Regions from separate parts of the Mus musculus genome. Here regions 2 and 3 are each linked to region 1. A link is a contact called in public HiChIP or PLAC-seq and promoter capture Hi-C data. All regions are on one chromosome and are shown on one strand. Each heading gives the region's core, a stretch centred on a gene start, on an enhancer-like site or on the middle of the called end of the contact. The rest is flanking DNA. Distances are from core to core; before and after follow the strand shown.

Region 1 (2,895 bases), core at 194-2,693:
TATGTGTCAGGTTTACACAATGCATGTTTCCCATCTACATTCTTCTTTCCACTGATCTCCTTAGCTCCACGGGGCAGATAACAAACATTATTTCATGTTTAAAAGAACATGGGACACTGAATCAGAAGGATGAGTAGCTGTCGTTCCAAATCAAGCTGGCTGGCTGGCTGGGACTGTGTCTCCATACATACATACATACATACATACATACATACATACATACATACATAAGAAAGCATTGGAAGCATGGGTTATGATCTAGAACCAGTAAACCAGAGGGAGATGGAGATTTGCCAGTCTGGGTTCTAGAGTTACCAATGACTTTTCTGTCTGTTATCAGCTCTTGTTCCCTTCAAAATTGAAAAGAGACATGATTTTCGGTAGACAGTACCAGTCCTTCAAGAAAAAACAAACAAACAAACAAACCCACATGCATAAGTGTCTCTCCTTGTTTGGGGCGCTTTTTTGTCTTGCAGGGGAATGCCATACTAAAACTTCCCCCCGAAGACTTTAGTGGGAAGAAATTTAAAATTAGAAGCCTGAGTCATCTTATCTGGAGGAATGGAAGAGCTGACTGGAGGTTGAGGGATGTGGCAAAGGAAATGAGATGGGAAATGAGTATGGGCTCAGGGCTGGGAACCTGAAAGAGGAGTTTCAAGTGTAAAACTTGAAAGGTAGATCCAGGGCTATGGTACACAGCTTAGGCTTATTAAGTAACCCTTGCTTAAGAACTATCTTTTGAAAGGAGCACTTGACACACACTCCAGAAAGTTATTGGGTATACTCCCATTTTTTTTCTTTAAATGATAAGATATACCCAACACCAGTCCTAACTTCTGCCACCTTCTCCTAGTCTTTTTGATAGCCAAAAGGGCCACAAGGCCCAAGTTCACACTCCATTGCCATGCTCTTATCTCTTGGTGGGGGACACAAAACTATAGATCAGATGACCAGGGTGCTCTTCATACCTGGCAGCAGTAGTAGGAAAGACCCCGCCAGGAGGGAAGCAAATGCCTCAGTGTTCCCATCCCCCTGCAGCTGACCACGACCTGGGCCGTGGAGGGAGCACCCCATGTCCACGTGCATCCGGCATGTCCTGCTAACTCTTCTTACATAAGATTCCCAAGTATGGAGTCAGGGCAGCTGTGAATCCCTCTTACCCGACGTCTAATAATAAATCGAGGCTAAATTTCCGGACTGCAGTCACTCTAGGTTCAGGATTGAGGGGCTCTTTTGCAACCCGGACACACAAGCATTCCGGTCATCCCACCCGGAGAGTGCGCGCCAAGCCCGCCCAGCCCGCGCGCGCCAGTCCGCCCTCTGGTTTGGACGGCGGCTCCTTGGGCTCAGTGCCTCGCCCTCCCTCCCCCAAACAGCTTGTTCTGGGTTTGGTGCTGGGGTGCGGCCGCTCCATCCTCCCAGCCCTACCCTGCCTTGCCCTGCTGGGCCGCCCTGCCTTAGCCCGGGTATCAGGCGAGAGGCGGAGCCACCCGGCGTGCCCCGCCCCCGCGGTAGAAAGGGTTGGGCGAGTGTTACTCGCGGTCAGGGCTGGGACCTTTTATCTGTGCTGCTGGAGGAGGTAGGAGGAGGAGACATCAGGGGTGGTCCTGGGCGCCTGGGACACCTTTCCCGGACTATAAATTGAGCACCTGGAATGGGCAGGGGGCCGGAGCAACCACAGTCGCCCTTACTCACAGTCCGATCAGTGACCGCAGCAGCGCCCTTGGGCAGCCACCGTCCGCAACGCAAGCACTGAGAACCAGGGGATTTCGCAGTGCAAGAGGTGGGTGTCCCCGCCCTTTGGCAGCCCGGGCTAATATGGTTGCTTTCGCTTAGGTTTTAGAAGGGAGAAACCAGAGAGTCCGGGATGGGGGAGATTTTTTTCTCCTTTTTTTTCAAAGGTCTTCTGCTAGTATTGGAGGAGGTGATACCGGCTGGTCCCAAGGAACCACCCTTGTGCCTTCTCTGGCCAGCCTTGGTCAGGGTGGGAGCATCGCGCGGACCGGATGCCGGGCATCCTAACCGGGTGGGTAATTTGTTCTTTTCGTCTCTGTCTCCCAAGCAGAAAAAGGCTAGACCCAGCCACCCACCGTCAATCCTGAGCCAAAGATAAGAGCAGCCGGGCCTCACGAAGGGCTGAGCTGAGAAAGAAGCAAGTTAGAGAGGGCGGAGAAGGATCTGGGAATCCCGTCACACCGGCTTCAAGCAGGCTCCCGGCATCAGCCTCTGAGAGCGCTTGAAGGCGGCATCGCCAGCGGTCTATCTCCGTGTACCAGCGTCCCTGTGTTTCCGCGCCCGCTCGGCCACCATGATGCAAATCTGCGACACATATAACCAGAAGCACTCGCTCTTTAACGCCATGAATCGCTTCATTGGCGCGGTGAACAACATGGACCAGACGGTGATGGTGCCCAGTCTGCTGCGCGACGTACCCCTGTCCGAGCCGGAGATAGACGAGGTCAGCGTGGAGGTAGGCGGCAGTGGCGGCTGCCTGGAGGAGCGCACGACCCCGGCCCCAAGCCCGGGCAGCGCCAATGAAAGCTTTTTCGCGCCCTCCCGGGACATGTACAGCCACTACGTGCTGCTCAAGTCCATCCGCAATGATATCGAGTGGGGAGTCCTGCACCAGCCTTCGTCTCCGCCGGCCGGGAGCGAGGAGAGCACCTGGAAGCCCAAGGACATCCTGGTGGGCCTGAGTCACTTGGAGAGCGCGGATGCGGGCGAGGAAGATCTGGAGCAGCAGTTCCACTACCACCTGCGCGGGCTGCACACCGTGCTCTCCAAACTCACCCGAAAAGCCAACATCCTCACCAATAGATACAAGCAGGAGATCGGCTTCAGTAATTGGGGCCACTGAGGCGGGGGCTGTCCCCGCTGCCCAGCACCCTCTCTCGG
Region 2 (2,895 bases), core at 215-2,714, 1.1 Mb after region 1:
TACACACAGCCATTTTGGACATCATTAATAATTTATTTTTGTAGATGCCTGTACTGTACGAATATTAAAGCATTATCTCACTGTTTTAATCACAACTGCTTTGGGATGGCCTTGTTCGTCCTGGTAATGAAGCCAGGCTCAGCGGTCGGACCTGCAAGAGCTGGTACAGCTGCTAGGTAGTTCTTAACCTTTGGGGCTGCCTCAGATCCCCTTTAAGAATCCTCCTTTTGGAAAATTGTGTACCTACTCAGAATTTTGATGCTACTTCCAGGGGTTGCAGCTCCCTACTTCAGGGTCTTGCACAGTTCTAACACATATACACACACCACCACCACCACCTCCACCAATGAGAAGCCAAACTAATGTTTGAGAAGCCGGTGGGGTAGAAGACACCATAGCAAGACCGAGAAGTCTCCTAGACCACAACGGGACGGGCACAGAAAGGGTTAAAGGGGTGTAAGGGTTTGTTTTTCACCTCTGAGAGTTGTTATGGGTCATTAAGAACACACACAAGGCCCAGTGAACATTCCATTCGATAGGCCTGCCTCCAGCACAGAGCCCTGCTTCTCCACAAGATAAGTCCTGTATGTGAAGATTGGTCCAGCTGCCCAGAAAGGGTGGATGGAAAATCACCCCAGATAAGGCAATTGCTACTGCAAGAACCGTACCTCTGGAGGGGATTGTCCAAGAGGCAGCCTAAGGAGCTGCTGCTCTAGGCAGTTTTGGAGGAGGAACATGTCCCCTCCGGGCGCAGCCTCTTGCCTGGGCTGTTCTGAGGAGTCAGGTCCCTGCAGTTCTGGGGTGGGCCCCCCTCGAAAATGCCTCAGCTACCTTCTGCTAGAGCCACATAATGCTTACTCCCTCTTCCCCCAACAGACACATCCACCAGGGCCTTAGGGCACCCTAGTCCTGGTGCACCACCCAGGTGGTACCTGTCTCTGTGCAGGTGAGGGGAAAGGCCTGAGGAAAACACCATTACTGATAAGTAACAGCTCCTTTCAGGTTTAACGACACGTTGCATCCATCCTAAAGCTCTCAAAGGGGGGGGGGGCAGCCTTCTCGAGGTACAGCGCCTCGCGCCTGTAAATAGAAACGGCAGGCTGGTGCGCGCGGGGGCGGGACGGCGCAGCGCTAGGGTGTAAATTAACTGGGGGCAACAGAGTAAATACATTACACATGGTATTTATTATGCGTCCGGACCTCGGAGGGGTTCTCCGACTTCTGGACACAGCAAATCTTGTCCCGGACGCCGCAGGCCTTGCGGTGGAAACCGCTGGCGAGGGCAGCCGGGGACTGCGGGGGACTGGGGAAGGAGGGGGGTGACAGCTCTGCGTTGTCTGCCGATCGGAACCCCCCTTCCGGCGACTGCAGCGGGAAAAGGGCTCGGGCTCTGATAGTTGTGGCACCGAGAGCTGCCGGGGCTCCAGGCCAGTCAGGGAGGGCTGCGGGGTGGGGACGGGCGACGCGCCGGGCCCCTTAGCATTCCGCCAGCGCGCCCGCCATCGCCGCGTGCGCCCCCGCGCCCCGCTGTAATTACCCCGATTACCAAATGAATCTGGCGCTTTTGTGCTCGCCAGGCGGTGGGTGCGGGGAGGCAGTTCTAATAGTTGTCATTAGGGCCGCGGAAGGCGGGGCGCCGGGGGAGGGGGGTGGGGAGCGCGGGCGGGGGAGGCCGCCGCTCCCTCGCTGGCTGGCTCGCTCGCGGGCGGTCCCGGGCGGCGCGCAGGCCGCTGCTGGCTGCTGAGTAATGATTTTTTTTTTCTAATTGGAGGCGAACAGCGGCCCTAATGGATGGAGCCGCTCTCGGCGCGCTCGCTGCGCCCGCCCCTCGATCGATACGGCTTGCTAACACCGCGGGCCTGAGCTCCCCGGCCCTTTGTGGTCCGAGATGCTGCAGGGGCCCCCCAATCTCCCGCCCCCTCACCTTGAGCCGCCTCGGCCTTGCTCCCTGTCTCGAAACTAACTCCCCAAATGCCCTCACCCACCACCCGCCACCTCTGAACATTCCATTCCCTTGCCCCTTCCGGGACCCGGAGCCCCAGCTCCCCTCTCCATGCACTCTTCTGCCTTTCTTCAATCGCCACTTGAGTGTCCTCCACCTTCCTGGACACTATCCTCTTCTGCCCTCCCATGCGCCTGCCAGCTTAGCAGCCAGGGAGGACTAGAGGGATAATGTAGGGAGCCTACTGGCCCTAGATTACCACCCCCTTCATCCCCTCTTGGTCACCACACCTCCACCTCCAGTCCTAGACCTGGAGGAAAGCCAGAAACAGAGCTGCCTCTGAGTGCTTGGGCAGACTGGTCCAGGAAGAGTTTCCTTGAGTCCAATCACATCCCCAAGTTCTTTCCTTCCTGGGCCCTCTCGGGCACCAAAACTCAAACCCACTCTAATTCGAACCCTTCAGCTTTGTGGAGGGGCAGAGGCCAGACAGGTCTTTGGGAGGTGAAGGATCAAACAAACTTGTGGTTTTGCAGGTCCTGTTCCCATACTGACACTAACAAGCTGGTGACCTTGGCCAAGGACTCAGCCTGGGAAACAAGCCTTCTATTCTACACCTAGCAGAAGCTCACCCAGACCCACAAGCTAGATCCCTGGGGTACAGTTTTAATAGCTAAGCCTGCTTACTCTTCCCAGCAGTTTACAGACCTTTCCAGATACGGACAGCGGGGGGGCGGGGGGGGGGTGGCGTGGCGGGGAGGGGATCCCTCCATCACTTCTTCACCCATTCATTCACACCAGTTACTTCCTGGCACAATAAGCACTTACTTGATTGTGTATTGCCAGTCTTCTCCCTGATACTACATAATCTCTACAACGTATAGGATTTGTATCTATCCTCTATCCTCAGTGTTTAAGGCAGCCTGGAACACAGTAGGCACTCAATAAAGTTTTAG
Region 3 (2,895 bases), core at 279-2,778, 1.1 Mb before region 1:
TGTCATTAGAAATTTATGTTATTCTAATTATATAAATTGGTATATACTTTTTGGAGCAGCTTGTTAGAATCTTAGGTTAAGAAGGATTTTCAGTAGCATCTACGTGTCCTCTAGTGCAGAACTAGGTTATGTGATAAGCCTGAAATACAAGGCACGATGCTTTAGGTATCACCAAATGACTTCCAGGGAGGTATGCTGAGTGCACTGGGAAAGCAGCACAGCACTTCTGTGCTTTAAAAACCACTAGGGAACTTCAAACTACTTGAAACAAGTCAACTCCTGAGTTATGCTTTAAGTATAGATTTCCATATTTTAATTCTATTAATTATTCTATACAATTTCCCACCATTCTCCTAAAAAAAAAAAAAGGAACGAAAATCTAAATTGTTGGAGGCATTATGAAAAAAGGTCTCATAGTTTGGGCCTGTGATAAAATATCATTTTTACTTCAAAATCCCATCCAAAAATTGGCCTAAGAAATAAAAGATACACATTTCACCACAGTTTGGAAAGTCGCCTAATACTATGGACGCATCTCTGTCTCTTCTGGGCTCAGGGCGTCTCCTGTGCTAGCCAAGCACACTAGGACTATGTCTTCACTCCAATTTCTTTTGAAATTACATGTATTTAGGAAGTAGTGCAAAATAGATCCCATTGCACCTTTGCTAGGAGGTGCAGAACATCTCTGTCTACGCTGTCCTTGCAAACTCTTACAGGCTGTGCAACAATTCAACAGCCCTCATCCTCAAATTCCTTGAAATAAGGGCTTAAGTATGAAGCCAGAGACCTGGGTTCAAATGGAACACCTGTCATTCTTTTCACTTGGGGCCTATCACTTTGTCGCCATGAAAAGTCGGTTACCTTCTGTAACAGGAAACTAACCGACATCATGGAGTTCTGGTGAGGCTTAGGGAAACATGAATCAGTGAGCAAGGGCTCTTAATCCATAAAGCACTTCCTCTAGCCTTTCCTGGGAAGAATTCCCGGGACTAGAGCCACCTTGCAGCACCAGCACAAGGAGGCCCAAAGGGGTGGAGGAAGCAGAGAGAAGACGGGTTTCCCAGGCCCTGATCGCAAACGGGCGGGGCTCGCCCACGCCTGCCTGCCTATGTAACCCAAATTCTGGCCTTCCCTACAACCTCTCGGCCCTTGCAGACCCTGACGACTGCCCCCAAGCGCTTTTGCTCACTAAGGCCAGAGCGACGATCTGCCCACCCTAAGGATCTCAGGGGCGGGGGAGGGGCGGGGAGAGCGAGAAGCCTAAGGGCAAGAAGGATCCAGGCCGCACGGAGCAGACCCAGGCTAAAGAGAAGCTGCATCTTAACTCTCCCAGAACTAAGAGACCACCCCGCAGTGTCCCCACAGCCAGTCAGAGAGAGCTGAGGGGCTTTTCCTGGCGCCAGAGGGGCGGTACCTCATCGCAGGGCCGTTGGTACCCCTCCATGGTGGCTTTCTGAGTCCTGGGGGCGGAGCAAGCCTTCTGTCCAGGTCCTCAGCTGCGCACTGGCCTCTGGGGAGGCCCCGCCTCCACTCCAGACCCAGGGCGTTTACGCAGGCCCTGCTTTTCTGACGCAAACAGCAGGGAGGGCGGGGTTAAAAGAGCAGGGAGGGCGGGGTTAAAGGACAGGGAGGAGGGGCTCTGTTTGAGTTGAGCCCTTTAGCGGGGCTAAGGGTACCCCTGCTAGGTTTTAAGTGCACTTAAGACCAGGCTAGTCTTCTGAAAATAAGGGACACACGTTAAGACCTCAAAGAGCTTCCATGGGGAAAGTTAGCTAGCACAGGTGATTTTGGGCTTCCTGCAGTGGCCATGTGCACAAAATTCGTTCATCCACAGTTATCCAGCAAGCGAGTGTAGCAGCTGAGCAAGGAACTTCGATTTCTCTCCGTACTAGTTACTGACTTTGAAAAATATACACCCGCCCCCCCCACACACACACACACAAGATTCAGTTTTCCCATAACATAAATCCCTCTATTTGGAGACTCGTTATAAGGATCAAATAAGATACAGTACACACAACTCCTAAAGTTGATGTCCCTCTTCAACTTGTAGTAACTACCTATATTCCTACAGCTTCAAAGCCACCACCACCTCTCCTGTATTAGCTCTAACCACATGTACAAAATGTTTTTTGCCATGCAAGGTAGGGCATTGCCGTGTACTGGGATTCAAATGTGGATATGTCTGGTGATGGTGGTGGGGATATTCAGCCCAACACAATGACTTCTATTTTGTTCCCCACTATCAAAGTCAGAAGGTTCCTTAGTTTTCTAATCCCTTTCTATTACTTTAAAAGTAGAACAGGAATTAAGAGACATGAAGTAACTTGAAGCCTATATAGACAGTAACTAAATCCTCAGGTCCCCCAATTCACCACTCTCAATTTGTGACTATTGAATCAACCTTGATACTGTGATTTTTGCAGTACTGGCTCTTCTATTATGGGTCATTGCAAAAAGCAAAGTGATTGGGGCTGGGGAGATGGCTAAGAAGTTAGCACTCACTACTCTTGCAGAGGACCTAGGTTTGGTACTCAGTACCCATGTATTGCCTATAGGCTGTCTGTATCTCTGGTTCAAGGGGGCCCAACCCCTTTTTCTGGCCTCTTCAGGCTCTAAGCACATATGATGCACATACATTCAAGGAAACACTCCATACATTCCATACGCAAACTTCAATGATCTTTCAACTGGAAAAATACCAAATAGTTTTGAGAATTTACTTTAAATCATTGTAATTTTATTAATATGTTCCTTTGGCTACAAGTAACAAAAGACCCAAGTAGGAGGAACTGAAATAATGATGTTTATGTTTTGTTTTATAACCAGGAATGTGAGAGTCAATTTATATTCCTGATTGATTTAGTTGCTCAAAACCTTTTTAGGGTATGTGTG

The links. Promoter capture Hi-C pulls out the DNA fragments that hold promoters and counts their contacts. HiChIP or PLAC-seq counts read pairs in DNA pulled down with a chosen protein or histone mark.
Region 2: an H3K4me3 HiChIP or PLAC-seq map of forebrain shows a contact between it and region 1, with 8 times the contacts expected there. The contact joins the enhancer-like site here to the promoter of Mid1ip1 in region 1. A contact is called at or near these places in 8 of 39 promoter capture datasets (the 3T3-L1 cell line, 3T3-L1-derived adipocytes, the C10 cell line and 4 more), 2 of 484 Hi-C or Micro-C datasets (the N1E-115 cell line and uterus) and 5 of 115 datasets of contacts at active chromatin or transcription factors (astrocytes, embryonic forebrain, embryonic midbrain and 2 more).
Region 3: a promoter capture Hi-C map of erythroid cells shows a contact between it and region 1, with 56 times the contacts expected there. The contact joins the promoter of Dynlt3 here to the promoter of Mid1ip1 in region 1. A contact is called at or near these places in 4 of 39 promoter capture datasets (cranial neural crest, embryonic stem cells, erythroid cells and 1 more) and 1 of 9 other capture datasets (adipose tissue).

What each region holds. Positions count from the first base shown.
Region 1 is chrX:10,715,922-10,718,816 of GRCm38.p6, forward strand. It overlaps Mid1ip1 (Mid1 interacting protein 1 (gastrulation specific G12-like (zebrafish))), which reads left to right and starts at 1,444. Exons shown (of 2, transcript NM_026524.4): 1 at 1,444-1,783; 2 at 2,066-2,895. The coding sequence starts at 2,309. The coding sequence ends at 2,857.
Region 2 is chrX:11,805,982-11,808,876 of GRCm38.p6, forward strand. No RefSeq gene overlaps it. Among named protein-coding and RNA genes, the nearest start is that of Gm26314, 43 kb to the right of the region's middle. Within about 2 kb of position 1,465, at least 113 of the 459 cell types and tissues checked have an H3K27ac peak or open chromatin away from gene starts, as enhancers often do. A contact at or near this core is called in the N1E-115 cell line, forebrain and hippocampal neurons, where this site is marked.
Region 3 is chrX:9,661,455-9,664,349 of GRCm38.p6, forward strand. It overlaps Dynlt3 (dynein light chain Tctex-type 3), which reads right to left and starts at 1,529. Exons shown (of 5, transcript NM_025975.5): 1 at 1,415-1,529. The coding sequence starts at 1,444.